2 separate regions of the Sus scrofa genome follow, and region 1 is linked to region 2. The links are chromatin contacts, called in public Hi-C maps. All regions are on one chromosome and are shown on one strand. Each heading gives the region's core, a stretch centred on a gene start, on an enhancer-like site or on the middle of the called end of the contact. The rest is flanking DNA. Distances are from core to core; before and after follow the strand shown. Region 1 overlaps TPRG1 (tumor protein p63-regulated gene 1 protein). Region 2 overlaps TPRG1 (tumor protein p63-regulated gene 1 protein).

The links. A called contact is a pair of places that touch in the nucleus more often than the background predicts.
Region 1: a contact with region 2 is called in a Hi-C map of embryonic fibroblasts, with 2.4 times the contacts expected there. The contact joins two enhancer-like sites. A contact is called at or near these places in 1 of 47 Hi-C or Micro-C datasets (embryonic fibroblasts) and 1 of 2 datasets of contacts at active chromatin or transcription factors (alveolar macrophages).

What each region holds. Positions count from the first base shown.
Region 1 is chr13:126,726,096-126,730,521 of Sscrofa11.1, forward strand. The region is part of intron 2 of TPRG1 (tumor protein p63-regulated gene 1 protein); the gene reads left to right. Among named protein-coding and RNA genes, the nearest start is that of TPRG1, 200 kb to the left of the region's middle. Within about 2 kb of position 2,291, at least 2 of the 83 cell types and tissues checked have an H3K27ac peak or open chromatin away from gene starts, as enhancers often do. A contact at or near this core is called in embryonic fibroblasts, where this site is marked.
Region 2 is chr13:126,542,111-126,546,336 of Sscrofa11.1, forward strand. All of the region lies in intron 1 of TPRG1 (tumor protein p63-regulated gene 1 protein), which reads left to right. Among named protein-coding and RNA genes, the nearest start is that of TPRG1, 14 kb to the left of the region's middle. Within about 2 kb of position 1,326, at least 6 of the 83 cell types and tissues checked have an H3K27ac peak or open chromatin away from gene starts, as enhancers often do. A contact at or near this core is called in embryonic fibroblasts, where this site is marked.

The sequences.
Region 1 (4,426 bases), core at 1,041-3,540, 180 kb after region 2:
CAGCCAGTGATCACTGGAGCTGTAGCTTGTTCGCTTCTCACTGCTGAAGTGCTGGGTATCCCTGAGCAGAAGCTTAGCTGTATCAATGAGGGGACTGTACCCAGATGTCCTGTAAGAGTCTTTCCAATTACAGGTTTGGGGGCCCTTTGACATTTTCTTAGCATCCGGTGGAAATGCCACCTTACCCTGTAGAGGAGGAGACTCTTCCAGAGAAGCCTCTTTCCTTATTAACTTGGTTCTTGTGACATATTTGCTATCAACCAAATTTTGGGACTTCTTAGGGGTAGGGTTGGGAGATGGGCAAGCCGTGGTGGTGTCTACAGTTGAACTAGTTGCAAATATTAAACATCCAGGACATTTCTTGTAAAAATTCAGGCATCTCATTTTCTAGGAGGATCAAAAGTTTTGGTAATGGTGGATCCAGGAGATTCCTTGTGGTATAATGGGTTAAGGATTCTGCATTGTCACTGCAGAGGCTAAGGTTGCTGCCATGGTTGAATTCAGTCCCTGCCCAGGAAATTCCACATGCTGCAAGCACAGCTTCCACCACCCACCCCCAAAAAAACTGACAAAAAAATGAATGGATCTGCATTCCCACCATCAACTGGGAGGGGGCAGCCTGTGCACCCTGTAAATGGAGCATGTATTCCCCAACCCTCCACATTCCCCCTGGGACCTGACTGAGGAAACCGAGTATTGAATTTGTCAATACTTATCTCTTTCAATCTCTTATGGGTTCAAATCATTCTCTTTCAAGAGAAACCTACTTCTACATTATGAAAGACCACAGATCAATGTCACCAGGGAGGAGGTGAAATTAATTCTTTTGTCCTAACCTCTCATTATTTCAGAGGTAAGAGGAAAAATGATGACTTCTGCAGAATATGCCTTTGGCTCTGATACCTGCTCAGGATATTAAGCCAGATATCAAGACTCAGTGACTTGAAAGCTGAAGTATTAAACAAGATGACACAACTCCAACATCATCTCCAGGGACAAGAGAAAAGGAAGGGAAATTGACAAGTACTGGGTAACACTGCTCCATAGATCACTGACATAAAAATAAGAAAAGGCATTATAATATATGACAGCACATGGATAATGATACAATGCCTGCATCCCAAAGAATACAGAACAAATTATTGAAATCTTGGAAACTAGGCCAATGATGTGGTTTCTATAATTAAATCACTAGTAAAATATTACGTCTTGATCACTTATGGTGTACATCACTCTAAGCTTGGGGATTTAGTAATAAGGAGCAATGACCCTCCCCCAAAGGGGCTTCCCTAACATTATAAAGGTGTATGCAAATTACTGCAACACTTGATAAGAGATGATAAATGCTGCAAGAAGAGGAAAGCAAGTGTGGTTGATTTTACTAAGGAAAAATTCATGAAAAACAGTTAGGTTGCCATTAGGGATGGTTGTAAGGAGGAAATGACATTTGACCTGGGCTTTGGACAGAGATAAGAAGGGTTTCCAGCAAAAAAAGAATTTGATTACACTTCTAAGTTAGTACTCTCTGAAAACACTTGAGAGTGTTTGCTGTGGCTGCCTATAGGGCCAGTGGTGTGGAAGGGGGAATGAGGTTGGTTCTGCACCAGATCCTAGTTGCTGAGCAGCAGGCTAAGGGCTTTAGATCAGGCACAGCATAGTGGGTTTGAGGAACATGGCAGCTATTGACTAGACATTTAGTCCAAGTTCATGATCATCCATGTCTATTATTTGGCAGTATCATAACATCTGTATAGGTACTGCTTAGCTCTGCTGTAAGTTTTTCAGGAGAATTAACAGGAAAAAAACAAAATTGAGCAGTTTTAGACACAGTGGACAGTATCAGATACTTAGGGAGGAAGGGGTAATATATAGTGAAAAGATGGATAAAATATCATAAAAACACATTGAAAAAATCATAAGGGATATTTTGAAAAAAAATATTATTAACCTTTCTTTTTTCTTTTTCTGGCCATACCCACAGCTTGTGGAATCTCCAGGGCCAGGGATCGAACCAGAGCCATAGCAGTAACAACACCATGTCGTTATGCTGTAGGCCACAGGGGAAGTCCAACCTTTCTTTTCTTTAAAAGTCTGTTCCTCTGGGTTATCTGAAATTTAGAAAAGTTATGTTGCATAAGTTCCCAACATGTGGGATGTGGGGTCTTATTTTTAGTTGATAAGCTTTGTCCTTTGGTCAGGGAGTAGTCACCCACTAAGGAATAGTTAGAGAATGTTTGTCTCAGCCCGGACTCTTCTGTAATAAATGTGCTGGGAATTCCACAAGTATGTGGCTACTTCTCTGTGGTCTACAGCATTCCTCATGAGTTGAAGGGAAAGTTCTGGGCTTGTGAAGAGCTCTACCAGTCACCAAAACAAGAGTTAGCACAAATACCCAAGGTATTTGTATAATTAACTAAACTTTTCTCATGCACATGGTTATATGAGACATGATTCAGATTATATCTATAACTCAGAAGTCTGTGCTTCAAGGGAAGTAGGTAGTTGTCATGACAAAAGTAAAACGAAGTATTTGAATAAGATTCATTCATTTGGGAGTTCCCATCGTGGCGCAGTGGTTAACAAATCCGACTAGGAACCATGAGGTTACGGGTTCGGTCCCTGCCCTTGCTCAGTGGGTTAACGATCCGGCTGTGGTGTAGGTTGCAGACGCGGCTCGGATCCCCACGTTGCTGTGGCTCTGGCGTAGGACAGTGGCTACAGCTCCGATTGGACCCCTAGCCTGGGAACCTCCATATGCCGTGGGAGCGGCCCAAAGAAATAGCAAAAAGACAAAAAAAAAAAAAAAAAAAAAAAGATTCATTCATTTGGAGTTCCTGTTGTGGCTCAGTGGGTTAAGAATCTGACATAGTGTCCACGAGAATCTGGGTTTGATCCCTGAACTAGTTCAGTGGGGTTAAGAATCCAGCATTGCTGTAAGCTGTGATATAAGTCACAGGTGCAGCTAAGATCGGGTGTTGCAGAGTCTGTGATGTAGGCCTGCAGCTGCAGCTCTAATTCAACCCCTAGCCTGGGAACTTCCATATGCTGCTACAGGTGAGGCCTTAATAAGAAAAGCAAAATCATTCATTTAAAACAATTTATTGGGAGTTCCCATCATGACTCAGCAGAAACAAATCTGACTAGTATCCATGAGGATGTGGGTTTGATCCCTGGCCTCTCTCAGTAGGTTAAGGATCTAGCATTGCCATGAGCTGGGTTGTAGGTCACAGACATGGCTCAGATCTGGTGTTGCCGTGGCTGTGGTGTAGGTCAGTGACTATAGCTCCGATTCGACCCCTAGCCTGGGAACCTCATATGCTGAGGGTGCAGCCCCCAAAACACAAAACAACAATAAAACAATGACAACAACAAAATGTTTATTGAACATCTGCTCAATGCAAACATCTAGATTCATTCATTTCACAAAACTAATATGTGTTCTAGGGTTTAGGAAAACAGGAGCAGTGAACAAAAAGAAACAATCTTCTCTCAAATAGCTTACATTTCTAATGGAACAGATGGTCAATAAAATCAATCATTGAAATATATAATCTATGGGACACAGAGAATAATTAGACAGAGAAGGGGTTAGGAAGTCTTTGGAGGTGAGATTCTGGAGAGGGTGCTTAGAGAGGAATACATTGTTATTTAAGCAAAGAGCTTAATGATTCAAGAGAGCAAACCAGGTAAATAACTGGAGAAACAGCATTCCAGGCAGCTGTAGCAGCAAGTTCAATGGTCCTGAGGCAGGAGCTTGCCTTCTTGCTGCCTTTGAGAGTAAGGCATAGATTAAATTGAGTGAAAAAAAAGTCTTTGGAAACCAAGTTAGAAAGATGATGGTGGAGTGGGGATGGGGCAGTGAAATGGGCCCTGAGAGACAAGGGGAGGTCCTTGACATTCACTCTGAGTGAAATGGGAGCCAACAGCACATTTTGGGCAGAGGTATGACCTCCATTTCAACATTGTATTGAAGATAGATGAAGACAGAATAGGGAGAGGGCAGGCAGAATGAGGCAGATTCACCAGGGAGATCATGCTGTAATCCAGATGATTGCTGTGGAAGCTTGGACAGGTAGGTAGTGGTGGAGGTGATGACATGTGTTTGGAGCATATGTGTGTTTGATGGAATGGGGAGTAATGACACAGGCAGGGGACCAGGAGAACTCCAAGATTTTTGCTGAGCAACTGGAAGGAAGGAGTGGCCTTTATCTGAGATGGAGAAGACCATGAGAGGAAGAGGTTCTGAAGGAACATCAGGAGCTTACTTTGGGACAGGATGACACTGGAGATGTCAAAAAGTGACTTAATATGTGAATCTGAAATTCAGTGAGGATATCTGAGCTGAAGATAAAAAGTAGGAGTCATCAATAGATACATGATATAGCAATGAAATTAAATGAGGTCTTCTGAGGAGTTAGTAAAAGAG
Region 2 (4,226 bases), core at 76-2,575:
CATTAATTTAAGGATGAAGCAACCATAAGGAGGGACAAAAAATTAAAAGCTGGAAGAACTCTGAAAGTTTTTAAAGAAAAATAAAACAAAAGCAACCAAAATAAAAACAAAAATACCTGTATCTGGAAGTAATGGAGAATACATTATGGGTGGTTTAGTGAAGAAAAATGAGAAGGAACTCTGGAAGAGGCTTAAAGAAAGGACTTGGCCCATTGACTGGCAAATGAATGTCATCAGTTAAAAAATATGCATTCATATATCACCTTTTCTGACTAGCTGACAGTGGTGGCAGTACATTTCTTTAGTATTAAGATAAAAATACTAAAGTGAGGTTCAAGAGAATTAGTTTGCTTATGTTTCCTGAGTACAACTCTCTTGAGGGTCTGATCTTTTTAAACTTCTCGTAAAATCTTTTTAATTCCTGTAAGTCTGTTTCTTGCAGGCACTTCTCACAAACCTTTTCCCTCTTGATAGTTAAGTAAGCTTTGCTGTGGAGCCAAGCACCAAAAATTCAGTATTCAAAACCTCTGTTAATTTAATGTTCGTTCACTTTAGAAAACCAGTCGTATTCACTCACAATCTGGAACCAGCTTTCACTGCTCAATGTCTCATGATTTTAACAGTGCAGGGCCATTTGTGGTCACTATCAACATTACACACTCCATCTACAGAGTGTATGAGCCACAAATGTGGGTCTGCTCTTGGCCTTAGCCTTGCCTTCTGGGGAATGCATGCTGTGTAAACAATATACCTGATAAGGAGAATGAACTGTGCAAAGATGTTCACTGCAGCACTATATATAAAATAGCAAATACACCAAAAACTGATTAAATAATTTAGCAACAGGGGGAATCATTTTATTACAATATTTTGGCCAATATTTATTACATTGTTATAAATATGTAAATATAACTGTAAATTTAAAATATATTTATATATTTTATAAAAATGTAAATAGTTACTGCTGATGTTTATGTAGTCATGAAAATAATAATCATGATAATTATGAAGACTTTTAGCCATGATTATTGGGAAAATGTTTATGATAGTAAATAAACATAAGTGAAGAAAGAAAATTGAAAAATGGAATAAACCTCATGTTTACAAATGCATAAATGATTACCAATGAAATTGGTAAGCTGGGGAAGAGTTGGGGTTTTTATCTTTTGCCTATTTTTCACTTAAGTTTCATTCTTTCGATGATTAGAAAATCCCACATTATGCAACAGTTCACCAGTTTTTCAATCCTGGTATCCCAGGAGGCCTTGAGATGTCTGAGGTTTGACGTCGAGCTGCCCAGAACCACAGAATTACCCCCCAGAGGAGCGAGGATTAGGCAAGAGCTCCCTGAATTATGGATGGACTGGGTTGGAAAGTACCTTTGAGGTCATACTAGTCCAATGCCCTCATTCGACAAATAAGATTTATTATCACACATACTAGTAATTTGACCTGAACAAGTTACTCATCTACTCTACACCTTGGTTTCCTCATCTGCAAAATAGAATAATAAAAGTCTCTATGCCCCCTGTTTGCTGTGAGGTTTAAGTGATATGAAGGCAGTGCATGGCACAGAGTAAGCCCTTAATCAGTGTTTGTTTTGAATACGACAAAAGCTAGTGGCTGAGTCTAGGCCAGAATTCAGGTTTCCTGACTCCTTCACTATTTCTATCTCACCACATCAGAGACCTTTCATCTGAGTCCAGGCTGCAGTCCTTTGCTTTGCCTGGTACTGGGCAAGAAAAAGCCTAGTCCAGTACCACTGAGGATACTGTCCTTTACGTAACTCTTGCCTATCAGGTGATTAATGGCATACACTGCAGTCAGGACTACATATGAAAACTGTCGTGATATCATACTTAACTGAACTGAAAATATGTTTTAAATACGACAGAAGAGGGTTCAAGTCCTATGATTATTTAGGTCCTGCTTCTTTTTTTTTTTTTTTTTTTTTTTGTTGTTGTTGTTTTGTTGCTATTTCTTGGGCCGCTCCCTCGGCATATGGAGGTTCCCAGGCTAGGGGTCGAATCGGAGCTGCAGCCGCCGGCCTACACCAGAGCCACAGCAACGCGGGATCCGAGCCACGTCTGCAACCTCCACCACAGCTCACGGCAACGCCGGATCGTTAACCCACTGAGCAAGGGCAGGGACCGAACCCGCAACCTCATGGTTCCTAGTCGGATTCGTCAACCACTGCGCCACGATGGGAACTCCCTGCTTGACTTCTTGATCTGTACTTGCTTTTATGAGCTTTGCTTTTCTGCTTGACTTCTTCTTCTTTCTTTTTTTTTTCTTTTTAGGGCCATACCCGAGACATATTGGATGTTCGCAGGCTAGGAGTCAAATCAGAGCTACAGCTGCCAGCCTCTGCCACAGCCACAGCAACACAGAATCTGAGCCATGTCTGTGATCTATACCACAGCTCATGGCAATGCCAGATCCTTAACCCACTGAACGAGGCCAGGGATTGAACCTGTGTCCTCGTGGATCCTAGTTGGGTTTGTTAACCACTGAGCCATAAAGGGAAATCTCCTGCTTGACTTCTTGATCTGTACTTGCTTTTATGAGCTTTGGTTTTCTTATTGACAAGATGGGATCAATAAGGATCATCTTTCCCGTACAAGTGTGATGTGAGCTGCCATAGGTAAATGGGCTTTGTAAAATGTAAAGTAAAATACAATTCAAAGCGGTACTTTAGTTTTTTTAAATTATTTTTATTTTAAAACTACTTTTGTAGTGCATTCTATGTGCCATGCATTATCCCAAAGACTTTACAAGAAGTAATTGAATGCATTTTCATAGCAGTCCTATAAAGTAAGTACTATTATTGTCCCAGCTTTACTCAAGGGGGTGCAAGGAGATTTAGGAGCTTACTCTACATCACAGAGCTGGTAAGTGGTGGCACTGAGATTTGAATTTAGGACTTTGTAGTTTGACCACAGAGTCCGTGCATAGGCCTCATGCTGCTTTATTAGTGCCTTGGCCTAAAAGTAAAGAAACATAGGTTTTAGAGTCTGTTCTCCTTCCACACATGGTTCTATATAGTCCATACAGTCTAGTTTAATGCATATAGTCCAGTCTAATGTAATGCAATCCAGTGCAGTCCCGTCTAATCCAATCCAATCCTATTCAGTTCAATGCATTTCAACTCAAGACATACTCTTGAGTATTTAATTTGTGTTAGCAGTCACTGCAGTGTGGCAGCTAATAGGAGTAGGACCCAAGACACTTGGGTTTTGATGATGGTAAAATATAGGGTGAATAAGTCAGTCTCAAGAAAGAAGGTCAAATCTGGAACTATGAATTTTAGGATAAAGTTGCTTTGTAAAGTCTCACCTTTCTACTGCTCATTAAATAAAAAGTGGCCTAGGGAGTTCCCTGGTGGTTAAGTGGGTTAAGGATCTGGTGTTGTCCCTGCTGCAGCTCAGGGTACAGCTGTAGCATGGGTTTGATCACTGCCCGGTGAATTTTTGCATGCTGTGGGTGTGGCCAAAAAAAAAAAAAAAAAGTGACAAGTGGCCCAGCCATCTGGGAGATATAGGTCTCCTGGAACCCTGAATCTGGGTTGGAGAAGAGTTGGAAAAATAGGTACTGAGGACCCGTGAAAAGTAAATGATCATTGACTGGGTTTATGTCTTCAGTACTGGCACCTTTGCTCTCTGTCTGGTTCCAGGCATTTGGCCAGCAGCCTCATTTTAAGTTACAATGAGGCTATCTCAGTGGCCTGGTATGTGTAAATTCTTATTCCTCCTCCTCCATTAAGCATTCCAAGGGAAACATTCCTATTGGTGGGATTTTCTGTCTTTTGTCCATTTAAAGAGATACTCCCCATAAGGTACCTTGAATGGTGTCTGGCCCATAGTTATAGCTCCTGCAGTGGCCAATATTGCCATCATTATCCTAAACATTTGTATCTGACCACTTTTCCATAGTTCCTTCTGAGAGAGAGTTTGAATAGCCCCATAGCCCGACCGCATATGACAATCATTTGTTTCTTTTAGGGAGTTCTATCTTCCTGTTCTAAGATGAAAAGTGGGACAGACCAAGCTAAGCATCACAGATCATGCTTCTGCTTGTTCAGTGGTCACACTGCAAAGAATAGGAACATTCCCCATGGGTAAACTGTTCCCTTACACAACACTTTTGACGTTACGCAATTAAAAAGGCTTGCACATTAAAATCTGAGGCCTGTGTAAGTACTGCATAATTAACTGCTGTCTATTTAA